Regions from separate parts of the Pelodiscus sinensis genome. Here region 1 is linked to region 2. A link is a contact called in public Hi-C data. All regions are on one chromosome and are shown on one strand. The core of a region is the stretch at or near the end of the contact, and the rest is flanking DNA. Distances in the headings are between cores, read along the strand shown. Region 1 holds the start of PHLDA1 (pleckstrin homology like domain family A member 1). Region 2 holds the start of KRR1 (KRR1 small subunit processome component).

Evidence for each region. A called contact is a pair of places that touch in the nucleus more often than the background predicts.
Region 1: a Hi-C map of liver shows a contact between it and region 2, with 5 times the contacts expected there. The contact joins the promoter of PHLDA1 here to the promoter of KRR1 in region 2. A contact is called at or near these places in 2 of 5 Hi-C or Micro-C datasets (liver and an unstated tissue).

The regions. Positions count from the first base shown.
Region 1 is chr1:68,054,769-68,061,068 of ASM4963464v1, reverse strand. PHLDA1 (pleckstrin homology like domain family A member 1) reads left to right here and starts at 2,272. Exons shown (of 2, transcript XM_075932078.1): 1 at 2,272-3,249; 2 at 3,824-4,045. The coding sequence starts at 2,767. The coding sequence ends at 3,216.
Region 2 is chr1:67,827,550-67,833,600 of ASM4963464v1, reverse strand. KRR1 (KRR1 small subunit processome component) reads left to right here and starts at 3,801. Exons shown (of 9, transcript XM_075932071.1): 1 at 3,801-3,932. The coding sequence starts at 3,860.

The DNA of each region.
Region 1 (6,300 bases), core at 1,023-3,522, 230 kb before region 2:
GTCTACATGACACCTGCTACAGCAATACAGCTATTGTAGTGTAGATGCTTCCTTTGTTGATGGGGAGGGATTTATCTCTTGCTGTAGTCGAGCCCACAGTAACAGCAATTAGAGTCCCACGCCACTTTGAATCCCACTGGAGTGCTGCTCTGTGCGACTCTGGCTATGTCTAGACTGCAGCTCTTTTCTGAGATACCAGAGGTATCCCGGAAAAGCTATTCTGAGTCTAAGGAATGCATCCGCTTTTCCAGAAAAAAAATTCAGAAAAGCAGATGAGTTCTTTTGCCATCCCTATAAGCCTCCCTTCATGAGGAAGAAGGGATGGCTCAAAAGAGAAGGTTTTTCTGAAATTTGGCGTCATGTAGACACACCAAATTTCAGAAAAGCCTCTTTCAAAAGAAAAGCAGAAAAAGATACTCAAATTGCTGTTTGCAATTTGTGTATCTTTTTCCGACTTTTCTTTGTAGTGTCCTACCCTTTGAGAGCTGGGTGTGTGTGTCGGGAAGGGGGGGGGGGCTGCAGTCCAGGTATCACTGAGGGCAGGCTGCTCCTGCCCCTGCCCCTTCTGCCCAAGGCCTTCCAGGGCAAGGGTGCCCCCCATATACACACACTTTGCCCAGAGTTGGCCCTGCTGGTGGTAATTATTTCACCTGTCTGAGGCCAGGTCTACACTACACCCAGAAGGTCACAGCTAAGGTGTGCAACTCCAGCTACATAAGTAACATAGCTGGAGTCAACATACCCGAAGCCAAGACAGTAGGAGGTGAACTGGAAAAATGCTTCTGTTGACTTCCCTTACCACTCATGGCAGAAAGGAGTACTGGTGCCAATGGGGGCACCCTCAGTATTCGATTTAGCGGGTCTTTACTAGACCTGCCAAATCAGACTTCAAAAGATCAATCACCAGCATGCTGATCATAGTTCCTGCTAAGGTGTATGCCCCCACCCACCTCCTCTGGAGATCCACACGTCCGCACTTGGGCAGCAGGCGGTTGCTCTAGCAGGCGGGACTGGCTGAGACAGTGTGGTGAGGGAGCCACTGGGGCAGGAGGCCAGGATGTGCCTCAGCCACATGACAGGGCAGGAGGGAGGCCTGCTCCAGTGGCCGGAGCTGCCACATTACAGGAGGAGCTAGGGCGTGTTCTGGCGGCTGAGACTGGGACCTGCTGAACGATGGGGGGAGATAGGCTCTTCGCCAGAGGCTGGGAATGGAACATGCCACATGGTGGGGGACAGAGGGAGTTTTGCTCCAGCAGCCAGGAACAGGACATGCTGCATGGTAGAGGAGGCGGGGTCTGCTCCAGAAGCTGGTAACAGAACATACTGAATGGCCAGGGGAAGGGGGTTCTGCCCCGGCATATGGGAATGTGTTAATAAATTGGGTGCCACAGTGGCACACATCCAAACAAGAGCACATGACCTCAATATTGGTGCACAAGCCAAAACTCACTCCACTCATGATTGGAAAATCTTAGAGTGAATATTGGTGTTGCTCCTCCAAGAAGTGAAGAGGTGGCCTGAGAGGTGATAGCTGAGTCAGCAGAAGAATTCTTCTATTGACCTGGCCTCCAATGCCTACAGCAGAGGTTAGGTCGACATAACTGCAGTGCTCAAGGCATGTCATTTTTCACAGCACTGAGCACTGCAGCTAAGTTTAATCTAATTTTTAAGTGTAGACCAGCTCTTAACTAAGTTTGTATCTATTTTTTTCTCTCTCTCTACTTTTCCATTTAGGCTATGTCCACACTGGATTTTTGGTCTTCTTGTAGTGTATGTTAGAATGCCAGTTAATGTGTTCATTAACAGCCTTGTCAGTGTTTCTGGCCATACATTACGGTTTGTTTCTTATCAGTTTTCTAGGGTGAACAAGCCTCAGGCACAAAGGTTTGTGCTGTGAGTATACTTTTAATGAAGTATGTCCATTAGCTTTAATGAGCAGTTGACCTTTGCATGTTTTATGGTAGGGGTGCTGAAAGCCACTGGACCGTATTGTGACCCATGTGTATGATGGACACCTATTCAAGTTGCAACCCCAGTTCCAGCATCTATAATTGTAAATGGCTTGAGACTTGCTGCTTCATAATAATAAATAATTACTAAGGACACTTAGCTTTTATCTAGAGCTTTTCATCCCCTGATCTCAGAGTTGCTGGTGCGAGCCAGGCGCTTAGATGAGGCTGCAAGGATAATAAATGAGACTGTTGAAAGCTGTAAGCCGAAGATAAAATAGCGCAGATCAGATTTAACCATCACTGCAGCGGGGAAAGTGATGTGCTGAAGGCGGAGTGCGAGGCGACTCCTCAGGGCGCTTGACCCGTGCTGGGCAGACCTGGAGCCAGCCCCGCCGCTCCCGGCTGACCCCGAAGGGAGGCGCCTGCAGGAAGCGCGCAGGGCGGCAGCCCCATATTTGGAAGGGAAGCCAGGGGCGCGGGGGCGTGAGAAAGGAACGTGGCGCTCGCCCGAGCTGGGCTTCCCTCCGCCGGGTGTCACTCTGGGCTGGGCAACTCGCGCGGCGCCTCGCAGCAGCTGCCCCGGCGGAGCGGCCAGACCGATCGCCCAGAGCCGGGCGCTGGCTCCGCACGGCCGCTCGCTGCCCCCGCCGCCTCGCTAGACCCAGGATCGTCCCGGCGCCCGCCCGCTCGCCCGCCCGCCGCCATCCGTTTCGGAGCAGGGCTCGGGCGCGGGGAGGAGAGGGCCCGGCTGCTGCCTGCCCCGGCGGGAGGTGGCTGCGCGGCCGGGCGGCGCAAGGCGCCCCCTGGCAGGAGGATGCTGGAGAGCGGCTGCAAGGCGCTGAAGGAGGGCGTGCTGGAGAAGCGGAGCGACGGGCTGCTGCAGCTGTGGAAGAAGAAGCGCTGCATCCTGACCGAGGAGGGGCTTCTCCTCGTGCCCCCCAAGCAGCCGCCCCCGCCGGGCCCCGCGGCCGCCGAGCCGCCGGCCGCCAAGGCCAAGGAGCTGCACTTCTCCAACATGAAGACGGTGGACTGCGTGGAGCGGAAGGGCAAGTACGTGTATTTCACCGTGGTCATGGCCGAGGGGAAGGAGATCGACTTTCGGGGCCCGCAGGAGCAGGGCTGGAACGCCGAGATCACGCTGCAGCTGGTGCAGTACAAGAACCGCCAGGCCATGCTGGCCGTCCGCTCCACCCGCCAGAAGCAGCAGCACCTGGGCCAGCAGCACCCGGGCCACCGCCTCCGCAGCGCCTCCAACTCCGCGTAGGGCGCCCGAGGTCCCAGCCGCGGCACGGCCCAGGTACCGCCAGCGGGGAGGGCGCGCCGGGCTCCCCGCTACCCTGCCTCCCCTCCCCCGGGCTCATCAGCGCGGGATGGAGCTGCGCAGGGCAGGCCACTGGCGGGAGGCTGCCAAGCCGTGACCAACCCGATCCCCTCCCCCCCAGGCTCCCAAGCGCCCTCGGAGCATCAAACTTTAAACACCAAACCCTGGCTAACTTGCCCGCCAGGGACTCCCTCCGGCCGGGGGCGCGGGCGGGAAATAGTTTCCTCGAGGAGTTTCATACACTACCGGGGAGTGCTGGTGCCTTTTGTGCCGACGGAGTGCCGGGCAAGAGAGCGAATGGTCCCGAGCTCTGGACTGTCTTCCATGCTCCACCAGCTCCTGTGATCTTCCATCTCCTGCCCATCCATTTGTGCCTGGCTCACTGTTGCAGGAATCTCTCTCTCTCACACACGCGCGTTGACTATCTGTGCACCTACCATTTGGCATTCAGAGAACCGGTTCCACACACACAAGCAGCTTAGCTTGACTCTGTGTGCCCACAACCTGTGTCAGCTCATTCCCTTCCTTCTGTGTTCTTTTCTTCTCACAGGTTGAATTCAAGCAGCACTTCAGGCAGCGAGACTGAGCACATTTCTGCGGTGAACATGTTTCAGTGGATCAAAAAACTTGGCAAACAAAGGAGAGCAGCAAGCAGGGAGACTGGGGAGCATCAGTTTAACCCAGCTATTTTTCTGCACAGTCCCTTCCTCTGTAAGGGGGAAAACATTTCAAGTCATATGGACTCTAACTACTATTTATGAACCTTGGAAAGGATCATCTGGCATGATGGGACTTCTAGGACACATGGCGTACTGTACATTTATTTTATTTTATGGTTATTTATTAGGGATTTTTAAAGGCTTGTTTGTTTGCAAGTTGTTTCTGAATGTAGACCATTATCCAGAAATCGAATTTCAAATCAAAATTCAAAGCACACCTTAATTTCCTACTGAACTACAACCTTTGGAGAGAGAGAGAGGTTTTGGGAGAAGCCAGTGATTTATATGGCCATGTGAATTTTAGGTGATTTTCCACATGGAATACAATAGTTTATATTTGTATCCAAAATATTAGTTTAGGAACTGTTGTTATATTAACATGGAAAGTATAATGCATGGTGTAGAACTAGGATAAAGATCTTAATGCACAACCAATAGCTTCTCTCCAGGGGTTGGATGTCACCAGATGTCAAGGGGAAGCACATTAAAATATGGAAGATGAATGTTACATTTTATATGCAAATCAGTATGCAGAAAAATAATCCAAGTCATTAGCATGAGATAAAATACCTTTGTTTAATTTATCACGTACAGCAGTTAAAGTGGGAACTCTGACCAATTTGATTTGTGATATAAGAGTGTCACATTAAAATTATATCAAATTTATGTGCTCGCTTATTTTATGTTATGATAATGGTTGTAAGAACTGAGAACTATATATTAAAACTTCTGTACATTTGAGTTCAAAGCTCTTTTGATACAGAAGGTTTATGAAAGGGCCATGTTCTTGAACTTTTTATGACTGATTTTAAATGTCTTGCATTGAAAAATCCCACTGTTTAAAGTCCATCTTGTAAATGTCTTAAAGTGTTTAAATGAATTGTTTCAGTCATAATTTTCATAAATTGAAAATTGCTGTATTGCTGAGATAAATAAGTTTATTTGGGTGTGTAATATAAGCAGATGTTGAGAGATGTGTTGAGATCTTGTCTGTATTATGTTAACGAACCCCGTAAATTTAGAAAACAAAGCATTAGGCATACATGTCTCATTTCTCCTGTTGAAATCTTTGGGGGTTTTGCTGTTGATTTCACTGGGAGCAATACTGGCTAGTAGGCCCTGATCCAAAAAAGCAAGTTATGCCAGTGCTGATGCACTTTGCTGAATTGGGCCCTTAATGTAGTGGATTATTTCCCATTTTGCATGGCTAAAGCTCTCTACTTTGAAATAAATGGTGAGAAGTCCTTTAAAATCTGATGGTACCATATGGCCTGTTATCTATAAGTCAAGGTACAGAGCTTCAGCCAGGGAACTATTTCTTTTTACCATCTAATAGGGAAACTGCGCTGCCCATGTAGAAACTATAAATGGAAACAAAGTCTTAAAAGTAATATGTTTAGGACTTTTTTTTGAAGCTTTAGCTTTACTTTAAAAATAGATCTCATTGGTTTTAGTTGCATAGCTCATATAGTTTTTAGTAACTTCATAAAATGAAATATGAAAATGATATGAATGTGAGATCTTAAGCAACTACTGCATTTGAAGGGTAACTTTTAATTTTCTGTCCATCTCAAATAGGAGCCCCGTCCTGCAAGGTGAAAGTTCATTCTGCTCCAAGGTACTGAGCCTCTTCCAGGGTGAAGGAACTTTTTTCTAGCCCTGATCTTGCAAATGTATAAGTGGCCCCATTAATGTCTTTGGGACTATTTATGTGAATAAAGTTAAGCATGTGCATTAGACAGGTCTACACTAGGGGACAAAGCCAAATAAACATATGCATCTCCAGCTACAAGAATAGCCTAGGTGGAGTTAACATACCTTCCTTCAAATTTCCGCACCATTCCCACTGTGGAAGGTAGATGGGAGAAACTCTCCTGTCAACTTCCCTAACTTCTCAGGACCTGGTGGAGTACCGGAGTTGATAGGGGCACAATCAGTGGTTGATTTAATGGGCCTTTACTAGACCCACTAAATCAACCCACGGGAGATTGATCTTCTGGTTAGTGGAGACAAGGTCTAAATGTTAACAGAATTAAAGCTGAGCCCTGTAAACCCTCATGTGAACAGTCCTATGGGGCTATTGGAGGTCAGCCCCTTTATAGGGATATATATTGACTGAATTGTAATGATAGGTTACAATTGACTTAAGAAAGTAATTCCTTTCGAGGCTCATTGAAACTGAGGATGTTCAGTAGCTTGCAGGAATGGGCCCTCAGTCTGGGAGATGGCAAAGAAGAGATCAAAAGATCTCCTGCAAGTACAGGAGCTAGTTTTCACATCTCATTCCATTTGCCATTTTCATTCTGTC
Region 2 (6,051 bases), core at 2,552-5,051:
GGTCGTGGAGCCCGTGAGCGGGTGTGTTTTGGGGCATTTCCCCCATCCGCTAGGGAGGGACCTTGGGTCCCTGCCTTTAGGGCCCTGGGCCGGGGTTCGGAGAGGGGGCGGGCCCGAACCCCCCTACTCCGCTGACCGACGGATCCAGCTCGGGTGAATGCACAAGCGAGCGCAATAGAGGGCCATCGGCCGTGTTGTTGCCTCACTGTTGTTGACTCTCTGTGACAGACTAGTTTACAGTTGGATATTAGGAAAAAGTTCCTAACTGTCAGGGTAGTCAAACTTTGGAATAAATTGCCCAGGAAGGTTGTGGAATCTCCATCTGTGGAGATATTTAAGAGTAGGTTAGATAAATGTCTATCAGGGATGGTCTAGACAGTATTTGGTCCTGCCATGAGGGCAGGGGATTGGACTCGATGACCTCTCGAGGTCCCTTCCAGTCCTAGTATTCTATGATTCATTGGATCCAGGGGACTGGTATGCAGTCCTCAACTTGAAGGATGCTTACTTTCACATTGCAATCACACCATCCCACAGATGGTATCTCAGATTTGTAGTGAACCACAATCACTGTCAGTTCACAGTCCTCCTGTTCAGCCTCTCAGCAGTGCCTCGAGTATTTAACAAGTCACATCAGCCATGACTGCGTTCCTGCGCAGGCAGGAACAGATGTTCTTGAACCTCGATGACTTGCTCAAGAAGGGCTGCTCCAGAGATGGAGTGGAGGTTCATAACAACAACTTTCAATGAACTGGGCTTTCTCCCATTCAGAGGATAGAGTTTGTAAGTATATCATTGGACTCCATGCAGGTCAGGGCATACCTCCTTGTGGACATTATTTAAAGTCTCAGGCAGTTCTCTACCATCATATCAAGGAATTGCCTGATGCTTGTGGGACACGTGGCCACTTGTACATATGTGGTACAACATGCTGCCAGACTCAGACTCCAGGCACTTCAGTCATGGCTGGCCTCGCTATATCCACCGGTTTGGGACAATTTGGACTGGGTTGTCATTCTTCTGTGTCCAGTCCTCAACTCCCTCCTGTGTTCACTCAACCCACAGGTGGTGTATGTAGGAGATTCCTTCAATAGACCGCAGCCGTCCCTCTCATTGGTGACAGATGCTTCAGTGTGGGATGGGGTGCACATGTGGAAGACTTGAGGATGCAAGGTCTCTGGTCTCAGGCAGAGCTCACACTCCAAATCAACATCAGCGAGCTGAGAGCAGTCCACCTGGAATGTCAGAATTTCCAAGCTCATCAATTATGACAGACAAAACCACAGCAACATTTTATTTGAACAAATCTGTATGTTTCATCAGTCTATAAGTGTTTCCTGGCTCTTTGTTGTTTGTTAATTAATGGTTCTTATCTGCCCCCTTTGACTATCTAATCTTGACTATCTATTTGTTTTCCCTATTGCTTTCCAGCTCAGCTTTCCCTTGATATATTTTTTATCCACTGCGGGTATGTCTACACTACCCCGCTAGTTCGAACTAGCGGGGTAATGTATGCATACCGAACTTGCTAATGAAGCCCGGGATTTGAATTTCCCGGGCTTCATTAGCATAAAGCCGGCGCCGCCATTTTTAAAAACCGGCTAGTGCGAACCCCGTGCCGCGCGGCTACACGCGGCACGGGCTAGATAGTTCGAACTACGTAGCCATTCCGAACTATCTGTACTCCGAGGAAAGTACAGATAGTTCGGAATGGCTACGTAGTTCGAACTATCTAGCCCGTGCCGCGTGTAGCCGCGCGGCACGGGGTTCGCACTAGCCGGCTTTTAAAAATGGCGGCGCCGGCTTTATGCTAATGAAGCCCGGGAAATTCAAATCCCGGGCTTCATTAGCAAGTTCGGTATGCATACATTACCCCGCTAGTTCGAACTAGCGGGGTAGTGTAGACATACCCTGCCTTTTCTTGTCCCCCCGCTCCCTCCCAATTTTCCCTTCTTCCACCTCCCCTATTTATTTTGGTTCTAGACAACCAACACTCTGGTCATCTGAAGAAATGGGCTGTACTCACGAAAGCTCAGGATACCATCTACAGTTATAAAGTGCTACCAGACTATTTGTTGTTTTTTCAGTATTCCAGAATAGTTTATTTCGAAATAAGTGTGCAATGTAGACATACCCTGAGAGTGGGAAGGGTCTCAGGACACATCAGAATCTCCAATTGCCTAGCTCAGGCTGCTTTCTGCTTAGCATGTTGGCTTTTGTGGATCACATTTTAAGGTACCTTTCTTTCCCCATTCATTATATGGGAAGCCTAAATGCCTAACTCTGGCTTTGTGGATCATAATATCAATCCTGTGATTTTCTAAACACCTAAACGTTAGACACTATAACACTCAGCATTGCAACATCTAAGTGTAAGGAGACTGTTAGCCCCTTACTAAAACTCCGTGGGAGTTTTTGGTTCGCTAGCTCCCAGTATCAAAAGGGGAAGGGTCCATGAGAAATCAGGGCCTTGAGACTGACAGACCCCAGAGACAATGGAAAGCAGCCAACACTCCAGCTCCGCCTGACTGACAGTTTGGACAGGCCAGTGAGGAAAGTAAGAGGCCAGGCCCCATCCTCCCTGTGAGCTGGGATTTTTCTGGGTCTCTCTGAGCAAGGAGAGAGCTGAGAGACAGCTAAGAGGAGCAAGCTGTGTCCTCAAGGCAGTCCTGCAGCAACAGAACCAGGCACACACAGCCCTTGGGCTGCAAGATGTGCTGAGGGGCAGTTTTGCAGCAACAGAGCCAGGCACACACAGTCCAAGGAGCACAGACCCTGTGTTGAGCAGCAGACTGGCAGTGCTCAGAGAGCCAAAAGGAACAGAGAAGCAATGCAAGGAGCTGGAGACTCGCAAAGCAGTGCAGCCTGCAGCTGGGTGTGGTGAGCAGCTGGGACCAGCAACATGGGGAGAGAGGCTCTGGGCAGGGAGATATCACCAGCCAAGAGGCCCAGCAGGCCAGACTGGGAGAGGGGTCTGGCCACCTAGAGCTTGAGACTGTGTGGCTACTGCCAGAGCAAGCGTGTCCAACCTGCAGCCCCCCTGCAGCTCATCCAGGGCCTTTAAGGGCCTATAAGGAAGAGACTGTGAACTGTCCTTACATTCTGCAGACAGCTGTTTTGATGTCCCCATGCTACAGAGAAGGACTGTGTGTTCTCATTTAACCTTTCTCATTTTTTTCTTATTCTTTTCTCTCTAATCAGTTAGGCTGTGTCTAGACTGCATCTCTTTTCCTTAAAAGGGATGCAAATTAGCCGCATCGCAATTGCAAATGAAGCGGGATTTAGCCATCAGGCTTCCTTGTGCAAGAAATTCATGTTGCCTGTCTACTCATAGTTCTTGCACAAGAAGCACTGATTTCTTACATTAGAACGTCAGCGTTCTTGCGCAAGAACTCACCGCCAGTGTAGACAGGCAACAAGTTTTTGTGCAAAAGTCGATCCTGCGTTGAGGGCGGGGGGCTGGACTCGATGACCTCTCGAGGTCCCTTCCAGTCCTATTATTCTATGATTCTACACTGGCCGCCTGTCTACACGGCCTGGAGCATGATTGAAGGGGGCTCCGCTAATGCAGGAGCGGGATGTAGCCGCCACTGACGCTACACCGGGCCCCCCTTTCACTTCCCTTCCCCGGGCGGGCCTCGGGAGGGAGCACGCGGCACCCCAGTTAGCGATTAAAGGTCTGGCGGGGGGCGGGGCGGAGCGGAGCGGGGGAGGCGGCGGTTTCTGTCAGGGCCGCGGGCGGAGCAGAGGGGACTACAGGGCCCGGCAGGCAACGCGCGGGGCCCGGCGCCGTCCCGACGCTTCCGGGGGCCGGGCCCGGCCTGTGCGCCGGGTGAGAGGGCAGCGCGGCGGCGGCGACATGGCGGCGCCCAGGCAGGCCGCGAGCGCGCAGGCGGTGCCGGCGGCCAAGGAGCGGAGCAAAAAGAAAGCGGGTAAAGGGGGCGGGGGAGAGGCCTGGGCTCCGCGGCGGCCGCTGGGCCGGGGACGGGGACACGCGGCATCGCAGGGCCCCGGCTGTGACGGGTCGGTGCGGTTGGGGAGAGCTGCACGTGGCGATCTAACCCCCCCCCCCCCCATGTGCAGGCAGGAGCCGTGACCGGGCGTCTGGGTTTCGCACCCCTCCTGCACACCGGCCCTCTGCTGCAACCTGCAGCCCCTCCTGTATTTTGACTCCCCCCCCCCCCCTTGTGCACTCGTCAGTCCTCGCCAAAGCCTCCAGATGGAGCCTTCCCGCCCCGACTGCCTGCCCGACCCCAGAGCCCTTTGACCTGCACAGGGATGTAACTTTCTGTGTTTCGTCAGTTAACCAGTTCAATGTTATGTTTAACTGATTAAACAGAAGTGGGTGGAGACTGTTTGGGCCAGGCCCACCGCAGATGGGGGTTACTCCAGCTGGGGTATCCCCTGCCTGCGGCAGTACCACCAGGCCGGAGCAGCCCTCTGCCTGCAGTGGGTCAGGGGGCTGCTCTAGCTCTTGCTGGTTAACTGTAACCAGTAAACGTTACCCAATAAGAGGGATGTTTATCTGCTAGCCATTCATATCCCTCACCTGGAGCCCTTACCTTAGCCCAGTGAAAATGAGCGTTAAGGAGAGTGGTGGAGGTGGAATGTAATTAGTTCTGGGTGGAACCTCAAGGAAGGGCTAAAGTGTTTGGTTTTGTGCTAGTAGAAATTTGGCAATCCCATGTCTGAGCTGGCCCTGTTCCCCATCCCCTGCTGGGGCTCCCTGCAGCAGCATGTAGAGTACAAAAGGCACACCTGGGCTGTGCTGCTCTGGAACTTCTCCTGAGCCACAGTGGTAAGAAGCCTCTTGTTGTCCCCCGCTTACCTGATGTAGGTAAGTACCGAATAGATAGAAGCTGTATAGCAGTTACTTATTAGCAACATTTTGGTACACATTGCTATGTTGCTCCTAAGCAGTATCTGTTGTTGCCAGGCAGTTTGTTCAACTGAAGCTGATTCAGATGGGGGTGGGACAGCCACGTTGGGATATATGGGGTGGGGGAATCTCAAGTTTGGGGGGAATGGATGAAGAGAACCCTGGGTTTGGCAGGGATGCCTCCAGTCAGCAAAACAGCTGAGTGAGCCTTGCTGTTGGGTACAATCTGAGAATGCTCCTGGCAGCTGAATGCTCTAGTTCCATGGTCACCAACCCGTTGATTGCGATCGACTGGTCGATCGCGAGGCGTTCGGGCAACCCCGCCCCCTACTTCCCCCCCCACCCCCGAGAAGCTCCACTACCTACCTCTAGTGTAGTGCCGGCTTCCCGCGGGGTGGACGGAAGTCTTCTCTGAAGCCCGCGTCACTTCCGGGGGTTCCGGAAATGCGCGGGCTGCTCCCCCTCCCACAGCTCTGTTGCGTGCTGGGGGACGGGGCGTTGGCCCTAGAGGAGGAGTGCAGAGGCTTCCCTGCGCCACCGGCGCCGGAGGGGAGAGTTGGGTGCAGGGCTTTCCCTGCGCTGTGGAAGTCGGCCCCGGGGTTTGGCCGCGCTGCGGGAGGGGAGGGAGTTGGCCGGGCCGTGGGAGGGGGTGTTGACTCCGGGGCAGGTGCCCATGGGGGTTGGCCGCGCTGCACCACGGGAAGGGGGGTTTGGCCCCGGAGTAAGTGCCCGCAGGGTTTGGCCGCGCTGCGGGAGGGGTGGGGGTTGCCCCTGGTGCAGGCTCCCGCGGGGGTTTGGCCACGCCACGGAATGGGGAGGAGTTGCCCCCGAGGCAGGCTCCTGTGGGGGTTTGGCTTTCCCTGCATCGCAGGGGGCCCGGAGAAGGCATGTGCTGGCTTCCTGTGGGGAGGAGGGGGAAAGGAAGGGAGAGAGAATCCTGGGAGGAGGCAGATGCAGGTGACTGCTGCCACTGGCACCCTGTCCCCGCTCCCCAGACTCCACTCCCCTGTCCCCAGCTACAGAACTCTGTCCCCATTCCCGTCCCCACTCCCCAAACTCTGTCCCCACTGGCACCCTGTCCCCTGCTGCAAAAGAACCCTGTCCTCTGCCCCCCCAGCACCCAGTTCCCTCCCCTCTGCCCCCAGCCGCAGAACTCTGTCCCCACAAAATGT